Linked DNA regions of Ovis aries: region 1 is linked to region 2. Evidence: chromatin contacts called from public Hi-C data. All regions are on one chromosome and are shown on one strand. The core of a region is the stretch at or near the end of the contact, and the rest is flanking DNA. Distances in the headings are between cores, read along the strand shown. Region 1 holds the start of APBB2 (amyloid beta precursor protein binding family B member 2). Region 2 overlaps APBB2 (amyloid beta precursor protein binding family B member 2).

Region 1 (4,829 bases), core at 1,585-4,084, 78 kb after region 2:
ATTTGTTAGTAGTACAACTCTGTCGAAAATAAATGAACATAAAAAAAGTTTTAAAATCTGAATAGAAGCTTCTTAAAAACATTCAAGTCATTCTGAAGACATGCTGTTCCAGTCAAATCTAATTCCAAATAACAAATCAAATATGTTTTACAAGAGAATGCTTACTGAATAATGAAAGCAGTTAAACATAGTCTTATATAAAATAAAACTCGGAAGTTCTACTGCTTTATAAGCAATGAACTGTCCACCTCCTCAGAGAGATTTTCTTGGGAAGCTGACATTTATGTCAGAGATAACAACATATAAGATGTGTAAGAGTCTGAATATCAGACTTGACACATAGTAATGAACAAACGCTACTTTCCTTAACTTGGGAGAGGAAAATAAGCATCGCCCTCATAAGCTGTAATATCTTCTTACAATACTTTTCTAAAAGTCTGTCCTGTGCCCATGAAAAGTGTAAGGGGCTATACTACATCAGGGTGCGGAATATTTTAAAAGAAGTTATAGAGACAACATCCCATTTCTTTTAAGAGACAAATTTAGATATCCTGAAATCAAGATAATCAACATAATACTGTTCCAATACAATGGCAAGCCTTCCAGTATTCCTGCTGTAACAAAAAAGAAAAAAAAAATTGATTTTTGTTCTCTGATGGCAGGGAAAAAAAAAGTTATCAAACTTTGAAACATGACATAAAAAGAGTAACAGTTTAAAACATTTTATCTTTGTACACGTGGATTCTTCCACTATTTAGCAGACTTTTCTTATATGATTTTGTAGTCAGGATTCTTATTACTCCAGTTAACTGTAAGAAGTCAAGTCTTTTAAACTTCAGCTCGTGCGTTTTTCCACTAGTACTTTATAAAAGTTTCAGAAAATGGGACTGTCCTGGCTCCATGCAGGTGAATTACTTAGTTAACAGTATTAACATCCTTTAGAAGAGATAATGAAAGAAACATTTCTTTCCTTTCCAGTTCCCTGGAAAAGGATCTTAACTTTAGAATTCCTTCTCAAACGCTCTGAGCAAATATCTAGACCAACCCCAGCCTATGGAGTCCCTGAGTGATTTCTCGAGGTCATATAATTAGCCAATGACCAAAGGACAGCTATTGAGATCTGCATCTGTTATCCCCAGGTGCTCTGACAGCCAGCCCACTGCACTCTACTGCCACCTGTGTTCTCTCAGCATTCCAGACGCCACTCCCCCAGGTTCCTCATCCTCTTAACAAATATCACCCTTTCAAAACTGCCATTTCTAGGACTCTGCAAGTTACCATAAACAACTGCTCAGCAAATATTGCTTCCAAGTTACAAACTGAAAACACCACGATATGGCTTCATAAAGAAACCCCCCTTCCTGAACGCCCAGCTACCCGAATGCAGACACTCTTAACTATCATGGCCATTTGAGGACAAGATGTGAAAAATAAATTCATGACAAGAAAAATAAACCAAAGGCTTAAGAGACCCCAATCCAGGACAACAGATCGGGATGCCACTGCTTGCTTTTTAAATCAGTGAAATAGTAAAACAAAGAACAAACCAATGCCAACCTCACAAAGTTTCCCCATTTCTTGGAATTCAGACACGACTGCTGGCATCATTTTAAGAGAATCCTTTAAGTATTGTACCTAAGTCATCAGGCACAATGTAAAGCCAGTGATTGAGGGACTTCTAATCAAAACGGAGCCCAGTCTTGTCTGAGCTTCTGACACTGACCTTATTCTCCTCTCAGTGTTTGGCCCTCCCCAACGACTCAATCCACCCAAAACAGTCTGGGACAGTGATGGCTCTAAACTGCCCTGAACTTGACTACAAAACGGCCACAACTCTGTCTGATTTCTTCAATGTGTTTTTTTTTTTTTCTTTTTTCTTTTTTTCATTCAGGCCCTGCGGTCCTTCGACCCTTAGCCCCTGACCCCTCAGTTCTAGACCTCTTCGCCGATGTCAAGATCACCTTTGATTGTTTCTATGGCACTCCGCATCCCTCCTCCGTCCAGCAATGTTTTCAACACACAAATGTCATTTCTAGCGTTCAACCCTCCATTCTGTCCGGCAGGCAGCAAAGTGGACTTCAGGATCAGCTTCCCTGATTCGGTCCCCTTCGCACAGCCATTTTCTAGTTAAAATGCTCCCTGCCTCCGAGAGGGAAATGAACTTTTCCCCCTTTGATCTCCCAGCGGCTAGGCTCTGAACCCCCTAGAATCCAGCCCGGTCTTCAAGTCCCGGCAGGAGTGCGCTGCCGCCGGTGGAGGGAGAGCCCAGCCGCACAGCGGAGGCCGGTGCCAAGGCAAGGGGGTGTGCGCTCTTCCCCGCCGGCGCCCACCTTCGCTTTTTCCCCTCCGCAGCACCCCCGCCCCCGGCGCACCCCCTCCCACCCTGTCTCCCCTGCCTCAGGCCCTGCCAAGCCCCGGCTGCCGAGGGAAAGAGGGCGCCGCGAAGCCAAAGGGATGGAGTCAAGGAGTGAGCCCGCAATCGCCGTGCCACCCGGCCCTGCGGCGCGAGAGCGGGGCACACGAGACTCCGCAGGAACGCCCGCTGCAGATGCTGTGGCAGCTGCTGCAGCTGGGGCTGCGGCTGGGCTAGTGGCAGTGGCCGCGCTGCCCTCGGGGCCGCGAGGAGAGGAGCAGCCGCCCGGGCTACGCGCCGCCACTCACCCCACGCCGCTGCTGCTGATCGGGTCTCTCCCCAGCACTCCCGGACGGCCCCGGGATCCAGAGCAAAAGCAAGGAAGAAAGCTGGGCTCACCGGCAGTGCGCGGCGCTCGCCTAGGCTCCGGCACCCGGCAGCTCTGCTCCAGTCTCGCCCTGCCGGGAGCGTCAGAATCAGCTGCGGGAGCAGCGCACGAGCTTCCTACTTGAGACCGGGACGGGCTCCGGCGACTGAGCATGCCCAGTGCCGCTCCGCCAGTCCCGCGCAGGGAGCGGCGCCGGCGAGATTCCACTTCTCCAGGCTTTGGCGGCGGCTGCGCGGAGAGGCTGGAGGGGCCTGACCGGGCGGGGGCCGATCCCGAGAAAGGCGGGGCCGGGGGCGGGGGCCGAGGAGGAGGGGGCGGGCCGCGCTCCTAGTGCGACCCCTGCAGGCAGAGGCTTCGGGGCCTCTCGAACTCACAGTCCCCTAATCATCCGAGAAGATGGCAGGGAGGCAAGGCGGGCCAGAACGTCGAGACCCAACGCGAGGCAGCCCGGCATCCCCTCCTTGTGGCTCGGTGTCTGTCTGCACCAAAAGGCAGTTGGGTAACCTTATCCCTGGCTAGCCTTTTCTCCCACACGTCTGCATTCCCTTATAACGGGAAAATGTCCTCAGATGAGAGCTGCCCACGCCCATCCAGCTGCAACTTTGTGGGCGAGACCTTCTCCTTCCTTCTGCCTCCTTATCTAGAAACCCAGGCATATGGCGCGTGAACACACACACACCATTTCTCCATGGGAACATCACAGCAAGTTCACCTCAAGGGAGGAACACACCTGCAAGAGAGGGAAAGCATAATCTCCCTTTCCCCTCCAGGAATATTAACTAAAACTCAGACAAGCAAGATCCTGATAAAGAATTCCAAGTAGTAATCAGTTTTCTGCCCCCAGACACTGAATAACATCCCCAAAGCATCTTTAGGATTGCGCTTCACCAGTGCAATGACTGTCAAACTTGAGCCTCCATCAGAATATCCTAAGGGTTTATGGAAACTCAGATTACTTAACAGAATCTCGGAATGGGTAGGTCTGTGGTGCGCCCAAGTGTCTGTACATTTAACGACTTCCCAGGTGATGCTGGTCTGAAGACCACGCTTTGGGAACTACTGCTCCACACATACACAAAAGCCTTTCTTACCTCCTTTCTTATCTCCTTCAGGAGGCTTATGCTCAAAGTAATTGACTAATAATTACAAGGTAATGGCTGCTCCTGTCATCCTCTTCCCTAAACCTCCACAATGCAGTCCTTCAAACAGCAAACTCACTCGTCCCTATTCTTCATGAGACGACCCTATGTGGTTGGGACCCGCATTACTTTTTTCCTTCAACATCATGAATTTATTGAGGACCCACAAAATCTTACAGTTAGCTTAGGGATAGCAGTGAATAAAAAAGCCCAGACCCCTGCTTTCATAAAGCTTAGACCAGCGAGGTGGACAGAAATCCATTAAACAATTACTCAAAAATGTCATTTCAAACACGAAGAGTGCTAGGAGGGAAATCTACTAGGTGTGTAGTAAAGGAGGTATAATGGGACCCTGATGCAGTCTCGGATGGGGTTGGGAGAAATGAGCAGTGGAGGAAAGAAAGCTGCCTTGCGGAATAGGAGTTTCTGGCATTTGCACCCCCAAACCTCTCCCAAAAAACAATTTCCCTCAGACCAATCTGGAGGCCAACAATTATGTCACTCCTTCCGCAAAAGAAAAACAATATTGCCGCTAAGAATTCCCTATAAATCCATGAACATGCTCATCCTCGGGGCTGTCTCTGCACCCCCTCTGCCTATGGTGTTCGTGCACCACACAGGTAGTCGACGGTCGCGGTGTAACCCACTTTAGAAAAATGCGGAAAGCTCTCTGGTTCTAGTCTACGTCTTTCTGGTCTAAGGAAGAGAGAAAATTAGCCCAAGACCACTCCGCCCATCAACAGGGGGGCACCATCAGCCTTCCAGGCAGGTCCTCTTTCCGCAGGTACTCTACTCCCTCGGACTCAGCTCCCCGCGGCTCCCTGGATACCCATCCCTGCCATCCCCTCTCTCGGGGGTCCCAGAGGGGTAATCTCCGTCCACCCTTCCCGGATCGATCTCCTCCAGAACGAGAGGAAAACCCGCGGTGGAGCCCTCGGCGGCGGGGCGG
Region 2 (4,525 bases), core at 1,358-3,857:
CTAAGTTGGTCATAACTTTTCTTCTAAGGAGTAAGCATCTTTTAATTTCATGACTGCAGTCACCATCTGCAGTGATTTTGGAGCCCCAAAAAAATAAAGTCTGACACTGTTTCCACTGTTTCCCCATCTATTTCCCATGAAGTGATGGGACCCAATGCCATGATCTTCGTTTTCTGAATGTTGAGCTTTAAGCCAACTTTTTCACTCTCCTCTTTCACTTTCATCAAGAGGCTTTTTAGTTCCTCTTCACTTCCTGCCATAAGGGTGGTATCATCTGCATATCTGAGGTTATTGATATTTCTCCCAGCAATCTTGATTCCAGCTTGTGTAGCTTCCAGTCCAGCATTTCTCATGATGGACTCTGCATATAAGTTAAATAAGCAGGGTGACAATATACAGCCTTGACGTACTCCTTTTCCTATTTGGAACCAGTCTGTTGTTCCATGTCCAGTTCTAACTGTTGCTTCCTGACCTGCATACAGATTTCTCAAGAGGCAGGTCAGGTGGTCTGGTATTCTGTCAAATATTGATTCAAGAGAGAACAAAACATATGTTACCTTCAGATACTAGGTCCACAATTCTATTTCTGTAAGTCACAGACCCTGACACAAGTGTGCCAAGCATAATATTACATTAATCTCCATCTTCATTTGAAACCTCTGTGGCAAAAATAATTTCAAAAGGAACACAGCAGGAAAAAAGCAAGATATCAAGGTATCTATCTGTGGTATAATGCCAGTTTTGTTCTACAAACTGAGTGTATATAATCTAAAGATTTCAAAGCATGAACAATAATGGCTATTTCTGGATCATGGAATTAGACATATTTGTGTTTACCTCTTAGTGTTTTTCCAGGTTTTCTACAATTAATATCTATCATTTTAGCATATTTTTAAATAAAGTTTTTCTTATTAAACAGTATGGGAACGTGAATCAGAAATGGAATATCAATATAATATACTAGCCTCTTTGTAGGCTTCCTCTTATCTGAAGAATAAGAGCTAAAATTAAAAAGACTTCATTTATCTGAACTTTGTAATTCTTAACTTAGAAGTTCAAAAGCCAAGTGTCCAATAACACCCCCAGGGCTGAACAACTACTTTTCTAGGAACAAGAAATTTTTACTGATTTTGCAAACCTGTCACAAAGAAAACCTGTCTCCCTTAACTAATGCATCTAAATTTCTCTATCACTAGCCATGCTATACAACTGTCATTTATTAAAAATGTCCTGATGTCACTTAAGATTTCACAGGAGCAGAGCCCTTAGTAAACACTGCCACATGCCATTTCTGATATTTCTGGCATCTCAGGAAACACAAAACACAATGGTGGAATCTTAAGGGAATGGCACTCCAGTATTCTCGCCTGGGGAATTCCATGGTCAGAGGAGCCTGGTGGGCTACAGTCCATAGGGTCACAAAGAGCCAGACACAACTGAGCAACTAACACTTCCACTAAAACTGGGGTACCTGGCAGTCCATCACTCTAAGAAGCCAACGTCCTCAGTTTACAAATGAGGACACGGTGGCCCAGAGAGGTCAAATGTGTCTTCCAAGGCCACACAGCTGGTGGGGCAGGGATAAGTCCAGATCACCAGCTCCACTGTGACCAAGTGCTCTATCCACCACTACATCTCGGCACATACTCCACCACAGGTTAAATTCATATTAGCAAAACGAGTAGAACAAGACAAGAAATGTATTCCGTCAAAAATGAAATGCATGCAGGAAAAGAAAAGCAGAGACTCAAAGCTGGGCTAAACTAGCTGAGGCTCTGCCCATAACCCGCTCTGCCGGAGTAACAATGGCTGCAGTGTGAGCGGGCAGCAGGTGCCGTGAACACAAACCGCCTGTCGTGCCAAAAGCTTTCTGGTCCTGTACTTGTCCTGCTGATGACAGCACGGCTCCACTGCTCGAAGCAGGGCAAGAGGTTTTCAACAAGAGAAAACAACACTGGCAACTGTGAGCCACCTGTGGGTGAGACGAGGGACGCGTGCTCACCCCATCGTTGGCAGTAAATAATCTACCAAATGATCAGACATCAAGTCTGAGCCTCCTCCTTCCAAAAGTTTTAGGGAAGAGATATTATTGATTTCAAAAATTAAGAAACAGAGTGGGGTCATTTTGTAAAGTACAGAAACAGCAAATCTTTATGTTGTGTACCTAGGACTAACAGTGTTGTAGGTCCATTATACTTTAATAAAACATTGTTTGAAAGAAAGAAAGGAAGGAACAGGAAGGAAAGGAAAGAAGAGAGTCACCAACAACTAAAATAAAATAATCCTAATGCTTCATCTCTTATGCCAGATACAAGCGTGAGGGGTAAGCAAGACTTTTCCTCACTTCCTCTAAGTGACATATACGAACACTGCTCCTCTTCACTTCTTTCTCAGCATTCACCTATAGCATCCACACCACGCCAGTCGGAAACCTAGGAGTCCCACAGATGTGAACAGCCTGATGAGTAAGGGAGAGGAGAAGACAGATGGCAGTGACGAACTCAGAAATGCTCCCTGAAAAGCCTTCATTGAGTTCCCTTGCGTCACCCCGTGCCTACTGTGCAGCAGGACCACAAAGGCAGGAACTGTGAAGCCGCTAAGAAAAAAGCTGCATCCAAGGACAATGTGAGCCAGCTTTGTAAGCGGTCAGGATCAACACAATGGCCCCGTCCCGCCTCATCTCAGGAGTCAGGCGCCCGAAAAAAACGCATATTTTTTCCACCCCAAACTTCTCCTTCCCCGCTATCTATTTCCATGGCTGGACCCTGGAGGAAAGACAATATCGACAGTTTATTCATCCCCTTCTGTGCCTCTGCTCTGATACTAAAGGTTAATGTCCACAGAGGGCAAAAGGAATCAGATTCTTGTTGCTATTTCACAATGAAATCAAAGCTTGGTAGTGAGTGTTGTTCTAGGGACTCTTGGAAAGTCATTTGTAAGGTAACGACAGTAAGTTTAAATTTAGCAGTCTGATAGAATGAACTCTGACCTGCTAATCAAATTTGGCACAGTCTTGCTGAAATCACAAAATTATCTTTCTCAATGACAGACTAAACAGAATTAGATCAGATTCATTGATTTTGAAATCCTTTCTTACTGGGAACCCTGACTGGGTGCTACTTTGTTCTTTATCTTCACTCAGTATCTTTGGCAAAATGTGCCCATAGATACTGCCACTGTTTGAGAATCTTAAATGTATGGTTAGCACTTTTTCCCCATTTTAATATCGCAGGGAAAGTTTGTCCTTCCTAAGCCTGATTCCAGAAGTATTAGCCAAGCCAATTCAATACTTCTGAAATTTCTCTCTCACAATGATCAGGAGGACCAGGCAAGAATATGTCAGAAAACATTCCTTTCGTGGTGTGGGAAATTTTATTTTAAAAACTTAGATTGAGAGTATTGATAACTTCACATCTTAAAATATTTGGGAGAAGGGAGTATAAGTTATTTGAAATAATGAGGACTGTGTTTTAAGTTACACATCACCAGCAACTGAAATCTATAAGCGAAACTGGCACCCAATGAAGTCTGTGGAGACATGACAATTTTGAAAAGGTTTCATACAGTAATGTCCCCTGTCATGCTCTCAAGTAAAGAGGGTTGCAACACTTTGGAAGGGGAGGAATTTATGCTTTCTAATGTTCTAAAAACTGTTCTTTGAAAGCAAACTTGGTTCAAAATTGGAAAAAGAGTACAAAGGATAAGGCTGTCTATCATCATCCTACTTAATTATATGAAGAGTACATCATGCAAAATGCCGGGTTGGATGAATCACAAGTTGGAATCAAGACTGCCAAGAGAAATATCAACAGCATCAGATATGCAGACTCTAATGGCAGAAAGTGAAGACGAACTAAAGAGCCTGTTGGTGAGAGTGAAAGAGAAGAGTGAAGGAGATGGCTTGAAACTCAGTATTCAAAAAACTAAGATCACAGCATCCAGTCCCATCACCAGATGGCAAACAGATGGGGAAAAAGTGGAAACAATGGCAGATTTTATTTTCTTGGGTTCCAAAGTCACTGAGGACAATGACTGCAGTCGTGAAATTAAAAGACGCTTGCTCCTTGGAAGAAAAGCTATGACCAACCTAGACAATGTATTAAAAGGCAAGAACATCTCTTTAATGACAAAGGTCCATCTAGTAAAAGCTTTGATTTTTCCAGTGGTCATGTATGGATGTGAGAGTTGGACCATAAAGAAGGCTGAGCAAGGAAGAATTGATGCTTTTGAAGTGTGGTGTTGGAGAAGACTCTTGAGAATCCCTTGGACTGCAAGGAGATCTAACCAGTCCATCCTAAAGGAGATCAACCCTGAATATTCATTGGAAGGACTGATGCTGAAGCTCCAATACTTTGGCCACTTGATGCAAAGAGCCGACTCAGGAAAAGTTAAGCAGCAAGGATGCTTCTGCTGCAATATAATGGTTTCTTTTTCCACCAAAATAGCCACACATGAAAGTTAAAAGGAATATTTGAATTGATCCAAATACAGTAAACATTTTATTTCTTAAATCTCCAGGCTACAT

What was found. Hi-C and Micro-C count contacts between places; a contact is called where the count stands out from the background.
Region 1: a Hi-C map of liver shows a contact between it and region 2, with 4 times the contacts expected there. The contact joins the promoter of APBB2 here to the enhancer-like site in region 2. A contact is called at or near these places in 6 of 16 Hi-C or Micro-C datasets (hypothalamus, liver, mixed tissues and 2 more).

What each region holds. Positions count from the first base shown.
Region 1 is chr6:60,805,626-60,810,454 of ARS-UI_Ramb_v3.0, forward strand. It overlaps APBB2 (amyloid beta precursor protein binding family B member 2), which reads right to left and starts at 2,835. Exons shown (of 18, transcript XM_060417057.1): 1 at 2,753-2,835.
Region 2 is chr6:60,727,599-60,732,123 of ARS-UI_Ramb_v3.0, forward strand. All of the region lies in intron 2 of APBB2 (amyloid beta precursor protein binding family B member 2), which reads right to left. Among named protein-coding and RNA genes, the nearest start is that of APBB2, 79 kb to the right of the region's middle. Within about 2 kb of position 2,608, at least 14 of the 54 cell types and tissues checked have an H3K27ac peak or open chromatin away from gene starts, as enhancers often do. A contact at or near this core is called in hypothalamus and liver, where this site is marked.